Regions from separate parts of the Mus musculus genome. Here all the other regions are linked to region 2. The links are chromatin contacts, called in public HiChIP or PLAC-seq and promoter capture Hi-C maps. All regions are on one chromosome and are shown on one strand. Each heading gives the region's core, a stretch centred on a gene start, on an enhancer-like site or on the middle of the called end of the contact. The rest is flanking DNA. Distances are from core to core; before and after follow the strand shown.

The links. Promoter capture Hi-C pulls out the DNA fragments that hold promoters and counts their contacts. HiChIP or PLAC-seq counts read pairs in DNA pulled down with a chosen protein or histone mark.
Region 1: a promoter capture Hi-C map of second pharyngeal arch cranial neural crest shows a contact between it and region 2, with 4 times the contacts expected there. The contact joins the promoter of Hacd3 here to the promoter of Megf11 in region 2. A contact is called at or near these places in 4 of 39 promoter capture datasets (frontonasal cranial neural crest, pre-B cells, second pharyngeal arch cranial neural crest and 1 more), 1 of 115 datasets of contacts at active chromatin or transcription factors (large pre-B cells) and 1 of 9 other capture datasets (embryonic stem cells).
Region 3: a contact with region 2 is called in a FOXA1 HiChIP or PLAC-seq map of pancreatic cancer cells. The contact joins the promoter of Pdcd7 here to the promoter of Megf11 in region 2. A contact is called at or near these places in 2 of 39 promoter capture datasets (liver and maxillary cranial neural crest) and 1 of 115 datasets of contacts at active chromatin or transcription factors (pancreatic cancer cells).
Region 4: a contact with region 2 is called in a promoter capture Hi-C map of liver, with 2.8 times the contacts expected there. The contact joins the promoter of Igdcc4 here to the promoter of Megf11 in region 2. A contact is called at or near these places in 4 of 39 promoter capture datasets (the 3T3-L1 cell line, the C10 cell line, hippocampal neurons and 1 more), 3 of 484 Hi-C or Micro-C datasets (all in embryonic stem cells), 3 of 115 datasets of contacts at active chromatin or transcription factors (embryonic stem cells and pancreatic cancer cells) and 1 of 9 other capture datasets (embryonic stem cells).
Region 5: a contact with region 2 is called in a promoter capture Hi-C map of trophoblast stem cells, with 4 times the contacts expected there. The contact joins the enhancer-like site here to the promoter of Megf11 in region 2. A contact is called at or near these places in 6 of 39 promoter capture datasets (the 3T3-L1 cell line, hippocampal neurons, liver and 1 more) and 1 of 115 datasets of contacts at active chromatin or transcription factors (large pre-B cells).

What each region holds. Positions count from the first base shown.
Region 1 is chr9:65,020,357-65,023,056 of GRCm38.p6, forward strand. It overlaps Hacd3 (3-hydroxyacyl-CoA dehydratase 3), which reads right to left and starts at 1,361. Exons shown (of 11, transcript NM_021345.2): 1 at 1,101-1,361. The coding sequence starts at 1,187.
Region 2 is chr9:64,384,276-64,386,975 of GRCm38.p6, forward strand. It overlaps Megf11 (multiple EGF-like-domains 11), which reads left to right and starts at 1,351. Exons shown (of 25, transcript NM_001134399.1): 1 at 1,351-1,553.
Region 3 is chr9:65,344,763-65,347,462 of GRCm38.p6, forward strand. Pdcd7 (programmed cell death 7) reads left to right here and starts at 1,306. Exons shown (of 5, transcript NM_016688.2): 1 at 1,306-2,246. The coding sequence starts at 1,380.
Region 4 is chr9:65,100,073-65,102,772 of GRCm38.p6, forward strand. It overlaps Igdcc4 (immunoglobulin superfamily, DCC subclass, member 4), which reads left to right and starts at 1,414. Exons shown (of 20, transcript NM_020043.3): 1 at 1,414-1,526. The coding sequence starts at 1,463.
Region 5 is chr9:65,081,879-65,084,578 of GRCm38.p6, forward strand. Dpp8 (dipeptidylpeptidase 8) reads left to right here. Exons shown (of 21, transcript NM_028906.2): 21 at 1-773. Among named protein-coding and RNA genes, the nearest start is that of Igdcc4, 18 kb to the right of the region's middle. Within about 2 kb of position 1,398, at least 44 of the 459 cell types and tissues checked have an H3K27ac peak or open chromatin away from gene starts, as enhancers often do. A contact at or near this core is called in trophoblast stem cells, where this site is marked.

The sequences.
Region 1 (2,700 bases), core at 111-2,610, 640 kb after region 2:
CAGGCCAGCCTTGGTCTACATAGTAAGTTCCAGGCCAGCCATAACTATATAGCATGACTGTCTCCAAAATACAAAAATAAAAATTAAAAACAAAAACTTTTTTTTCTATTTTAGCAAAGAATCTTGTAGCAGAGTAGAGAACAATAGCACAGAGAATTATTCATCCTATTCTAGAGTAGCATTTATTCGGGTTTGCTTACACCTTAAATGAAATTTACTGCTTACTCAAAGACATTCTGGCCAGTATTAGCTTCATCGTTCACAAGGGGAAATTATTTACATTCCAGAAGCAAAGATTAGACTCAAGTGGACATGGGCACCTAGACCCTGCAAGAAAATAGACCAGATGAATTGATGAATTCAGACAGGTATCTAACTGCGAGCAAGAAACAGTTCAGAGGAATGAAGATTACAATACCATGGATGTCAAGGAGACTAGGGAAAGAACATTCCAGACCAAAACCACTCGCTTCACACAGAATACTGGATGGTCTGGTTAGAGACATGGGAAGTTCCCAGGGATTTGATTTGCTCACATTAATAGGTAAACGTGGTGAAATGAATACTTAATGTCACACGATAATTTCTTTACGCAACTTGCTAAGGCTGAGCTCGCAGCCTTAAAGAGAGGATGGAAATCATTTCCTTGGTGAGCGGAGGTGTGGTGTAGATTTCTATCACTGAACGGTTGGGGGGTTGCCCCCCGCCCAGCCCAGCGACGGGCCTTGAGAAGGTCAATGGGCCGCCCGGACTAAACCTCAGAGGCCAGCGCTGACGTCCTGCTACCGCACAACAGGCCACTGTCAAGCCGCACTTTAGACCCACGGAGCTCATCCCACAATTCAGAGGGCCTTAGGCAACCCGAAGGCCAGCCGCCGGCTTCCAGGACTCTGCTGAGGCTCCCCAGGGCGCCTACCAGGAACAAAGGGGATACCGGGGCCAAGCGCAGAACGCCGGACGGCACCTGCAGCCCCTAAGGGAGACCGGGGCGCTCCACTCGCGGTTCCTGCTGGCGCACTGCAGGAGCGCAAACGCACAGGGCGGCCGACGGGGACCGGGGGGCCCCCGATCCTGCGCGCAGCCCGCAGCCCGGCCTTTACCTGCACGTCACTCAGCTCCACGCGCAGATACAGCTCGCGGTGTCGCTGAGCCCAGTAGACATGCGGCGTCAGCACTTGAGTCTCCATGGCCCACGCTGTCCGGGGGAGCGGGGAGGCTCGGCTTGCTGCGCCTCGTTACCTCGGCCTGTGAGCCGCTGGAGCTAGCAGAACGCAGGCCTCAGACCCGCACGCTCCGCAGCCCGCAGCCCGGCTGTCTCGAGATAACCCACGCTCGCGGCTCGCGCTTGCGCAGTGAGGACCGGGGCGGGAGGGCGGGGCGAACCCAGCGAGGGAGAGGACGGGGCGGGACGTGGGAGAGGCTAGCGGCTGCGCCACGTGATCAGCGGCTCAGTGGCCTTCGGATCAGAGGCTTTTGAGCTCCTCGCTTACCTCCTGTGGCGCTTCAGAGAGGTCCTTGCACAAGAACATGAAAGTGAGAGGCTCTAATCTACAAAGAAAGGGCGGATTGGCGGCGTATGAAGAGGCTTGTGTGCAAGGATCCCTTCCAAGTTTTTTTGTATGATCGCAGCGTTTAGTGAGAACCCACTTCCTCCCTGGGCTTCAAGGCCACACACAGAAAGACAGATGAGCCATTCAAGACATACATTGGTGTTGCTTTTTTTTTTTCTTCCTTCCTTCCTTTCTTTCTTCTTTCTGTCTGTCTTACTATGTAGCTCTAGGTGACCTGAAATTCACTTGGTAGACCAGATCCAGGGACCTGTCGTCTGCTTTTGCCTCCCTTGTGATTTAAAGGTGTGCAACACCTCCCCTGGCCTCAGGCTTCCTGTTTTAAGAGAGATGGTTTCCATTCACTGCCCAACAAACAGAACAGCCCATTCGTTATAGCTATCTACATGAACTAATAAGCAAACAAACAAATCAGTTCCTTGGCATCCCTAGCCCCGTCCTGAGCATTTGAGGACCTGGATGCTGCAGACAGGCACTCTACTATAACCTCAGCTCCTTGTAGTGTCATCATCTGTTTCTAAGTTTTTCTGTAAAGGAGCACAGCTATTATGGGCCCATTTCCAGGGAAATCAATAAGGAGACAGAGACAGAGAGACAGAGATTAGTAAGAGGACTAGAGGACTAGAGGACTATAGCCTAGTCGGTAGTGGGTTTGATCCCCAATAGCACATAAATCAGGACTAGTGGTGAACACCTGTAATCTCAGCACTTGAGATGTTCAGAAGTGCAAAGTCATCCTTAGTTACGTACTGAGTTCAAGGCCAACCTGAACAAACAAAGGAAAGGGAAATAAAGTAGAGTTTATCATCCAGGCTAAAAAGTACACGGTGGTGGGGCAGGGTGAGGGAGACTAGAAGGCAAGGCCAGGGGCAGGGGGATGGGAATAAGGCTTTTATGATGATGTCAGTCAAATGAAAAAGAAACCACACTGTCCTCTCTAGAGACTGCCCCCCCCCCTCCTAGCCCTGTTTGGCTCAGGGCCATGTCTCCCTTCTCAGAGATCAGTCATTACTCCTGCAGAAAGCTTTCATTTGGTCCTTGACACTGATAAAGGCTATTGCCAGGACGTACGCCTAGTTTCTGCTGTTGGCAAGAGATCCTGCTTGGCTCTGATGTTCACCTTTTTACAGAC
Region 2 (2,700 bases), core at 101-2,600:
CCCGGGTGTTTGCTAAGTGCTTCACCCGGTTTCAAGCTCTACTTTTATGTTGTGAACAAGAGGCTCTGCCATCTGTTGTCCGTTTAGTTTGACATTCCAAGGTAAGGAACTGCTGGGGAGGTTGGTTTGGAGTTTTGGGACCTGAAACCCCAATGCAGAAAGATCTCATCTGCTCACACCATTCCTGCAGAAGCCTAGCACTTACTGGATGAACCTGGTCTGGTGCTTGCAGAGCAGGGCTGCCTGTTGTGGGCCAATGGGAAGAGGGCTTCTTCTTATTTCTCCAAACCCCACTGGGCTGAAATGGACAGATGACAGGGAGTACACTCCTGGGGAAAGAGCTGGATCCTCAGGCTGCACGGGAGCCTGGGTCGAGTGGCTTGTCCCAAAGCCACAGACAATCTGCCTGTTCTAGTGGCAAAATTCTCCCTCCGGGTGCAGGACACCTTTCCCAAGTGTGGGACCCCACCTCACTTCAAGGGAAGGAAACACCCCACCACCCCCACCTCTGGCAAACAGGGAAGCAGGAGTGAGCCCCTCATATCTTGGAAAGGAGTAGGGGTGACCAGCAGGTGTTCCCACCACCTGGCTAGGACCCACTTACAAGCACACGAGGTGTAGTCTAAAGTGTCACCTGACTGAAGACTTCCAGGTGGCTCTGGGTGCAGTGCCAGGCCTCTGACACCCTATCATTAACATGCACCCTCCTCTGCCCCCCCCCACCCCCCATCTCATCCCCTGTTCGAAGACCTTGAAGTCTACAAGAAGCCCCGCTGGTTTAAGTCCAGCCTTTGGAGTTGACCACAGCAGTCCAGCCTTTGGAGTTGACCACAGCATGGCAAGTTCTTACTCTGGGGCCTGGCTGTCTGCACTTTACCTGGTGCAGCTCAGCTTGTTCTGCACACTGAGTTCTTTGCTTTTCTAGCTTTCCCTGGGTATCTATCTGTACTCAGCTTGTTAAAAGCTCAGTTTGGGGCATATTCCTGGTCCCCTTCCATCCTGGGCTAGCTTCGCCAGCCAGAGCTTCTACAAAGAACAGGTGCAGAGGCCACGCTAATCGGTCGGTCAGAAGGAAAAAAAAAAGGGGGGGGGGAGGGAGAAGGGAGTCGCGAGGGGTTAAAAGGAAGAGATACAGAAAAGAGAGAGCGGGGGAAAAACGGTAAAAGAACGATAACGGGTGGATGCAGAGTAGGGAAGTGAGAAGAGAACAGAGGGAATTAAAGAAGGCAACCGGCAGAGAGAAAGCTAGGAAAAAGAGCGAGGGAATGCGCGCGATCGCAGGGTCTGAAAAGAGGTGGGAGGGAGAGGGAGAGCGGAGGGAGGAGGGAAGAGGGAGGGGCCGAGGGACGCAGGGGGGTGGGGGCTGCCGTGGCAGCAGTCGCAGCGGCTCCAGCCTCCTGCTTGCTCACTCGTTCTCAGTGCCCGGAGCCGGCTGCCCGGCTCGGGGCGGTTCGCAGCTCCCTCTCCTGCCTGGGGACCTGAAGCCGCTCCGGCTCCGGGGTATAGGACCGCGCGACTGGCTGGCCCAAGCCCGGGGCGCGCCACGGAAGCAGGTAGATGGTTGGGTGGGGTCCGCGGGGACCCGGAGCCTCGGAGCACTGTGGGTGCATTGGGTCGGGGTGTGGGTTCCAGTTCAGGGGAGGGGGCTTTGCAGCGTCGCGACTAACTTTCCACCAGCTCCGTGGGTCCTCCGTGGCCAGGTCCCGGCTCTAGAAGGCGAGTTTGGCGAGGGGCAGAAGGTGGATGGCTGGGCTTGCGGGAGCGCCCGGGGGTCTATGCGAGACGTAGAGAGCCTCGGCTGGGCCAGGCGCGCGTCCTCTGGCCGCAGTCAGGACGCAGCGGCCGCCGCGTCTCCACGTGCGGGGGAAGACCCGAGAGTCGCGGTGCGGGTGTCCGGAAGAAGGAACCTGCCAGCTCTGCGCGAATCTGGGGTCTCCCGGCCGAGAGCCATTCTAGATGTGCGGGACCTTCGCCCCGCACCGCGTCCTTCCGACCCGGGTCCCGACGCAGAGCTGCGGGGCCGCGCGCAGGTCCCCGCGGAGCCCAAGCCCAGCCGGTGCCACGCGCAACGTGGACTCACTCTCTTTTTTTCCTCCTGATCCTGTCTACCCACTTTCACTGAGGGAATCCCGGACGCCCTGCAGTCCTGCGGGTCGCCCCTGGCTACATACCTCCGACCCTCGGCGGAGACCCCAACACCCAAAGTTAAAAGAGAAGCGAGTCCCTCTTCCTGCGCTCGTGGGCGGCTGTCCCGAACTTCCTAACTTCTCTCCCAAACGCGGGCGGTAGTGTTGTAGCTGGGCACACAGTGGTCCTGGTGGCAGCCCTGCGCAGGCACCTTCCCCTAAGACTTGATTTAGTCTTTTAATTTTTAGGAGGAAAAAAAAAAGACTTGAAAAATAGGTAAAACCGTTCCTTCCCGGGACCAAGGTTGCGAGTGGGACGGAGTCACGATCGGTCTGTAGTCTGGGAGCTCTGGGTCTCCGCCTGGCGGGCCCCAGAGCCCTCGAACCCCAGATGCTTTTTCCTGGAACTGCCTCCCACGCTCCATCCCACTGTCGTCGCGTCTCAGAATCCGTCCCCGTGAGTGCCTGCTGCGAGGCCAGCCGGCCTCTTTCCGGGCTGGTGATGCTCTCGAGAAAAACCGGTCCAAGTGACTGGGATCAGATTCTCCCACGCCTGGTCCCTCCGGGAGCCTAT
Region 3 (2,700 bases), core at 56-2,555, 960 kb after region 2:
GGTGCACACCAAATCGGGAATTGAGTGGGGGTTTCCCCACTAGGTTCTATCAATATGACATATGGACACTGTAACATCTATCTCTCCAAGACCACCTAGCTTCTCTTTGTGTTTCTGTGTTTTACACCCTGCATTCTTTCGACCCCCAGCAGACATACTGCAAATCACTAGTACCTGCTGCTTCCATCCTGTGTTCCTCTCATAACTTTTTGTTGTCTTTCAGATCTTAGCCGGAGCTTCAGACCGTGTCTCTAGTCCCTCTAGAACGTTAACAATCATCAGGATTTCTGAATTCAAGACTGAATTGGAGAGGCCAAACCTACTCCATCTTGGGACCAGCCTCCATCTTCAAGAAAAGAAAAAAGCAGAACTCAAGCTGCACCAAAATACCAGAAAGGACCCCATGGCTTGTCCTTGGCCAGAGTTAATCCCTAGCTACTTCCTAGCAACAGTTAATCAAAGATTAGTTTGATTGTTTCAGATGTACTTTCAAACTGTTTGTGATCAAATGCACGATTCAGGGCACCCAACTATTGGCTTATAGTCATTCTATTAGATGCTTGCCAGACTGGACAACCCCTCCCTCGCTTTGAAAGAACCTAGTGGGGAAACCCCCACTCAATTTCCATTCGGAGCGCACCCAAGAATCACGAACAGACAACCATCTTGATGTAAAAGCATGAGGTAGTTTAATGACGGAGCTCCGGGCCGACATATATCTCCCTCAGGAGACAGAGGTGTCGACCACATGGTGGAGCCATAATGGCAGAGCTCCGGTTCGAAACGTATCTCACACAGGAGACAGTGGTTTCGACTCTGACGCTTGGAAGCTAGGGATTTTTATAGAAAAGGGATGGGGCTGGGGGAGGAATTGGCGAGGTTTCACATGATTGGTTCATTTAAACATCAACAGACTGTCAGAAGGGCGGGAGATAGGGGGGCATGTCCTGGCCTGTTCTGCTATGTTCTCAGCCCCAGGTTTCAAAGCTCACAAACAACTCTTTGGGCTATTTGACATAAATTACATGAATCACATGTCTCAAGTTTTATTTCCTTTCAGCTTTTATTTTTCTATAAAAACTTGTTCTACTGAGGGTTCAGGGCTGCTCCGCCTTCTCTTTCTGTCCTGCTGTGTTAAGGTCGATTTGGAGGAGAGCCCGAGCCTGAGCCCGAAATAAACCCTAACATCGGAGACGGATCCTTGGTGGTTTGGGAAGGTTCAAGCTTCCTGGCACGACAAACCAAGGTCCTGCACTACGCCTCGCTTCCGGGAAGTGAGTCAAGCACCGGTCGCACGTTATACACGTCACTTCCTCCTGGAACCCGGATAAAGAAGTTCCCAGATTACTGTCACTGCTCCCAACCGCTGCACTACAGACATGGCTCTGCCACCTTTTTTCGCCCAGAGCCGTCAGGGACCTCCCCCTCCGCAGCCACCGCCTTCCGCTCCATTCGGCTGTCCGCCCCCGCCGCTGCCCTCTCCGGCTTTCCCGCCGCCCCTTCCCCAGCGACCCGGCCCCTTCCCGGGGGCTTCCGCCCCCTTCCTCCAGCCTCCGCTGGCCCTGCAGCCCCGCGCGCCAGCCGAGGCCTCCCGCGGCGGTGGCGGTGGCGGCGCCTTCTTCCCGGTGCCACCCCCACCGCTGCCGCCGCCGCCGCCGCAGTGCCGGCCCTTCCCGGGGCCCGACGCCGTCGAGCGTCCACGGCCACCGCCTCCAGGTCCCGGGCCGCCCTGGAGCCCGCGCTGGGCGGAGGCGCCGCCGCCGCCCGACGTGCTCGGAGACGCGGCCCTGCAGCGCCTGCGTGATCGGCAGTGGCTGGAGGCGGTGTTCGGGAACCCCCGGCGGCCCGGTGGCCTCCGGACCCCGCGCACACCCGCCGGGCCCAGCCTGGGTGAAGTCCGCGCGCGGTTGCGTTCCGCTTTGCGTTTGGTGCGGCGGCTACGCAGCTTGGGGCAGTCCCTGCGCGAGGCTGAGGCCGACGGAGCAGCCTGGGCCTCCCTGCACGCTCAGGCGGCGCCACTACGAGCGGAGCTAGCGGAGCGGCTGCAGCCGCTGGCCCAGGCCGCCTATGTGGGCGAGGCGCGACGGAGGCTGGAGAGGGTCCGGCGCCGCCGGCTGCGGCTTCGTGAGAGGGCCCGGGATCGGGAGGCTGAGCGGGAGGCGGAGGCCGCGCAGGCCACGGAACGGGAGCAGGAGATTGACCGCTGGAGGGTGAAGTGCGTGCAGGAAGTGGAGGAAAAGAAGCGGGTGAGAACCAGTATGCGCTCGGTGGTTGGAGCTGTGGTGTCTGGAACTCGAATCTGCGTGCTAGTTAACTTGTATGCTTATCCGCGAAAGCTAGCCTTTGCCACTTCTTTGCTCTGTATTCCTTGTTGACGATGTGTGGTGCATAAAACTCTAGAATTTGGACTATAAAGTCCCTTAAACACGCGACAGGTTTACACTGGTGCATTTCTGGGAGGACACACCTCTTGTGTCCTGCTTCAAAGTTGGATCCACTTACTGAAGATGCAGAGCAGTATCTTTTATACTGTCCTAAAGCATGCAAATGTAGAGGACTTGGACCACACCTAGAAACCTTTATAACATAATTGGCTGATGAGGTTGATAATAGTTCTCTCCCGGGTTCATTTGTTTTGGTTTGATACTATGAATACCAGTGTATCCGGTGGAGTGGGTCTGTCTGGATCAGGTGTTTCCA
Region 4 (2,700 bases), core at 164-2,663, 720 kb after region 2:
CCCCAAAAGGGATAGAACTTACTGGCAGCATGTGAGCCGGAATGGAAATGATTCTAAATCATGGGGATGCCAATGGATACAAGAAAAGGAAGAATGTAGCATTTTTCCTTTAAAAAAAAATTTTTTTTTATGTGTATGTGTGTACTTGCATGAGTTTATGTGCACCATGTGCAGGAAAGTGCCTACAAAGCCCAGAAGAGGGCATCAGATTCATTGGAAATGGAATTACAGATGGTTATGGCTGTCATATGGGTGCTGGGAGCAGAACCCAGGTCCTTTGTTAGGGCAGGAAGCACTCTAGCCACTGGGCCACCTCTCTAGCCTCAAAATCCGGATATATATATATAATTTTTATTTATTTTAAATTGTATCTAATTGTGTGTCTGCTTGTAGGTGCAGATGCCACAGAGCCCAGTGGTATCAGACCTCCTGGAGCTAGAGTTACAGACTGATGTGAGTCGCCTGGGTGGGTACCGGAACCAAATCTAGGTCCTCTGCAAATGCAATAAGCACTCTAACCGCTGAGCCATCTCTCCCATCACAAACGCATCATTTTAAATAGACGTTTAGTATGTTTTTCTCTCCCCAACCCAACCTGACATTTGATTCCCCCAGCTTTAGACACACTGAGGCAACTAACCTGGCCAGCTCAGTTGGAAAAGAGGCAGTTCTGAAAAAGAGAGTGGACCGGTGGAGGCTCAACACCATTAGCAGGCCCTGCACCTGCTGCTTTAAGCCTCCTGTCCTTAGGGAGTCCCCACTACAAACCCAAATATTCCCAGTATGCAGGTATGTAAAATGGTGGTAAGCAAGTCTTCGTTGTCCCTCACAGAGGTGGAACACAGTACAGACTGGGTTGGCTACTGAGGAGGAAGGAAGGAAGCCAAGAGAATCCCTCAGCTTGGCATGGAAGAGGTAGCGGGGACAAGGAATTGTAGTGTCCTCAGAGAGTCTGTTGGTGCAGCCTGTGGAGAGGCTAAACAGGATTCAGGTCAGGCTGTGAGTTGGAAAAGGACAGGTCTCAGTGAACTGAGCCTGGAACAGAGGTGGAGGCGACCCTGAAGGTAGAGTCATGGTAGGGTTAGGGAACAGAGATCCAGAGGCTCAGGTAAAAAGATGAACAGAAAGGAGCCTGAGGTGACCCGAGGAGCGGGAGGCTCCCGCGTGCTGAGTGAGCCGCAGGAGCAGGCTGGTGGCGCGCGGGCGCGTGTCCCCTGTGGTGCAGGGTGGCCACACTGGCGGGGCGCCCCCGCGTGGGCCGCTAGCCCAAGATGGCGATGGAGGGGCGGGCGAGCTGGCCGCGGCCCCGGCCCCCGCGCCGGCCCCCGCTCGGGCCCCGGCCCCGGAGGCCGCGCCCCCGCCCGCGGCGCCGCGCCTCCCGGAGCCACTGACGCCCGGCGCGCCCTCCCCCGGCGGCGGCCCAGGCGCCCGGACGCGGCGGCAGCGGCCCGAGCCCGGCCCTATGGCGCGGGCGGACACGGGCCGCGGGCTCCTGGTGCTGACCTTCTGCCTGCTGTCCGCGCGCGGTAAGGGCCCGGGTGGCCGCAGTCGCGAGTGGGCGTCCCCGGCGCCCGCGATGCTTGCGCGCCGGGGGCTGTGGGGACTTGCCCCCAGGGGGTGTGTGTCCTTGCTGTGCACAGCCTGGCACCGTGCGTGTCCCCCTGCGCGTGGCCCTTGTGCATGTGAGGTTTGCATGTGTGTGTCCTGCGGGGGTGGGGGTGTCCTGCGGGGGAACGTGTCCACAGCGCGTGCCTAAGGCGCCGGGTAGCATCGCCAGCGCGCGGGTGGCTGCAAGCGGGACATGATTCTGCCCTGCCCGCAAGCGTCTCGCGGTCGCGAGTGTGCCTGAGAGAGCGGGCGGGGAGGGAGTGTACACTTACACCTCCATTTGTGTCGGGTGCGTGTGTAACTGGATGGGACTGAGCTAATATTTGGCCTTGGCTTTTGGGGAGTGTCCTTGCTCTTGATGGGGGCGGCGGTGAGAAAAACCACACTCAACTTTGCCCAATGGGTGTGGCCCCTGGGGCCAGCTAGGGAGGTTGGGGGAATGTGGAGGTGTTGTGGACCCAAACCCAGGGTTCGGAGTGGGGCTGGGGGAAGGGCAGGAAACCAGTTGCTTTGCCGAACGCGTCCAACACTCGCTCTCTGGATGGGACGCGTGTCACTCCTGCCCCACCCCCAAGGGCGGACCAGGGAAGCGTGGACGAGATCAGCAAGGCCCCCTCCAGTGCCCAGGTCCTAGTGTTGGGTAGGGTCAAGGGTAAGGATCACAACTGTCCACACCAAAGAAAGGACTGGGGGCGGGGGGAGACGAAGTGTCCAAGTGTGTATGCCAAAGCTGTTTTTACCACCCCCGGCCCTCTCACTCTCAGTGGGGTGTGCGTTTGGGGGACAGCCCAAAGGAGGTTAGGTGGTAGGGCCTGGAGGGGGATGGGCTGCCCGCTTTGTTCGATTACTTCTTGCCTTCCCTGCCGAGGGGGGAGTTAAGGATGTGTCCGGGGCGAGTCGGGGAGGGACTTGGCAGTGGGGGTGGGGAGGGGGATTTTTCTCCAGCTGCTGCGGCTTTCCAGAGAGACTGGGCCAGGCCACGTGGGAGGGAGACAGGGAGGGAGGCGGGGGGTGGTGGAAAGGAGCCTCCGCTGGGCCAACCCCAGGCCCATCTCCAGGAAAACAGCGGGTGGGAGAGTGCTGGAAACAGCT
Region 5 (2,700 bases), core at 148-2,647, 700 kb after region 2:
CCAGAGCTAGGAGGTCAAGCTTTGACAGCTACAGGGTCAGTCAGTCTTTGGAGTGGTTACTTTTATAATTCCAGCTTTTTGTTATTTTTCCTTTTAACTTTAAAAACCTTACAAATCTAAACTTTAACTTTTTTTTATTTGAATGTAATTTAGATATCACTAGCTTAAAAGAAAAAGGTTTCCAGACCACTTCTTGCGGTAAGCTGATCCCTGACAAACCATGGCACTCTTTGTGTTGGAAGCCTATCAAGTTAGTTGTGTTACTCGCTCACAGCATTCTCCTGCTTCAGCCTTCCTGCTTGACTATGAAGGGAAGCATGAGCTTTCAAGTGCTGGCTGGCATCTGCCCTTCCAGTATTAGATGGGTCCCACTGCAGCTAGCCAGACACCTGTGGGTTTGACCCTCATTAATCACACCCCAGTGTTTAGACAGTTACCACAACTTAAAAATCACTCCAAGAAAAGTTGCTGTGTTTCTTTCTCACTGCCACATCAGGTCCCTTTCCAAGAGAGCACAGTGAAGACAGGGACTGCCAGAATAGAGGTGGATGCTTTGGGAAGCCTGGAGATAAATGGCAGGTGACCATGGGCTTCTGTCCTGGGGAGGGAGGGCTGGGTTTGCCAGCTGTGTGTCTATGTTGTATGATAGACCCCACACTTTTCTTTTTGTTTATCTATTTTGACTTTCATGCTTATGACATTTTCTCGTGCCAAAATTTGTTTATATTTTTTCAAGTTAAATTAAACTGATTTGGGTAACTTTCCTTCCCCTACAAAGTATTTCCCCCATGACTTATGTCTATTTTGACTGTTGAGGGTGGCATTGCTGGACTAGTTAGCCTCCTGTGGCTTCTTACGTTCTAGGTAGGCATGACATGAAGTAGCTCCAACCACCCATTTGCTTTGTACAAAGACATCTCTTATTTTATGCAGACAAATCTTAGAAAACCTCAATTATCCTAGATTCTTTCTGCCTTCTCTCCGGCTATCACAGGAGTGCATCTACAACTGCCCTTTAAATGCCTTCTTCCTTCTCTATGAGGGAAAGTGCTTGACTCACAGAAAGGTGGCTTGACCAGGCTTGTTTGTCAACACCAGTGAGAAAGGCATCAGTCATTTGGAGCAATCAGAAACCACTCTAACACTGTCCCATGACTGGATGTCAGCGAAAGAGACACACCTCCCTGAAAGTACGAGTATGGTGGGAGCCAGAGAGCATCGGTAAGGACCAAAGTGTGGGTTTTTCACAGGTTTGGTAGCAAGCTACTCTACGTTCACAGCAGCAGGACTCTCAGGTTCATCCAGGACCCCACGCACAAGTCTTGAACCTGCTCTCAAAGGCATGAGCTCATCAGTTTGGGTGGAGACCAGAGCGCACATTTCTAGCAGGATGCGCTTCCTGGGCACTTCAGGGCGGGTCTGCAGGCTGCTTTTGTAAACTTTCTGTAAAGAATGCAGTCGCAGTCAGAGAACAGGTGACTTATATGGTGGCTGGTTGTTAGGAACCCATAACAGTAGTCAAAGAAACGGCTCAGCTGTGATGCAAAGCCCTCTCCGTGCCCCTAGTCTGAGAATGTATTTGGGCACGATGACTTTTCGCAGTCCTGGCCCCTCCAAAGCCTCACACAGAAAGATGAAGCCACGACGCACGCTTGCTCCTTTAAAACCGTGAGCCACACGCATGCGTGCGTTCAGGTGCTTCCTGCCTTTACCACACAGTTCTCTCTGCTGGTGGGAGGATTCCAGTCAAAGCTTCCATTGCTACAGAATCATACATTTTCCATCTGGAACAAATCTTTAACATAACCCAGTGTCCTCATCTGCTAGGGAGAAAAAAACCAAGCTTGTGTTCTAGAGAGGAAGAAACACACCCAGGATCTCACAGTTAGTAGTCAGAACCAGGGTCTATCTGTGGCCTGCCTCATGGTAGCTATGTGATAGTTAAGAAAGATAGGGTTTTTAAAGAAGTATTTATTAATATATTCCTATAAAACATTTTAAAGGAAGCCACATAAAAATGGTTAATGTTTCCTTTCTAAGTAAATGCTAAGCATGCTTATTAACGAAGCAGCACTGATGGGTAGGTGGCATCTGAAGCTAATTTAAGTCATTATGTTGAATGTCTTCCTTGGTGCCATGGGACATAGGGACACAGAACATTTGCATAAGCCCAGGAACCCATCTTCCGTGATGTGAGACCAGAGCCTCAGCAAGGTCTACACTATGTATGTGAGAGCATCTCCCAGCAGATGGAAGGAACTGGAAACATCCCGACTGTGGCCTTTCCAGCCCCAACCCCCCCCCCTCCTATCTGCCCTCCTGACCTTCTACAAGTCCCTTGCAGACACAGGAGCTGTGTTTGTGTGTTTGGTTTTGAGTAACCCTAATACAAATTTATGTTGTTTTAAGCAAACTTGGGAATTGGGTTGGGTGGAGGTCTTTGAGTTAAGCACTTAAAGTGCCTGCTGTCTCAGCACTGACCTGTGCAGACCTGCATGCCTCTCCAGTAAGCGCACGGGGCTCCTCCTCTTCAGCCCCACGGCTTTTAATCGTGTGATGTGAAGCATTAGTTCGCTGCATTTTATTACAGGTTCTTGGTTGCAATAAAGATGCTGCTGAAATCAACTGGCTTCAGTGTTCCTTGCCCCCCCACACACGATCCTTTTCCCCTCCCCCATCTGTACAGCCTTGCTTTGATGA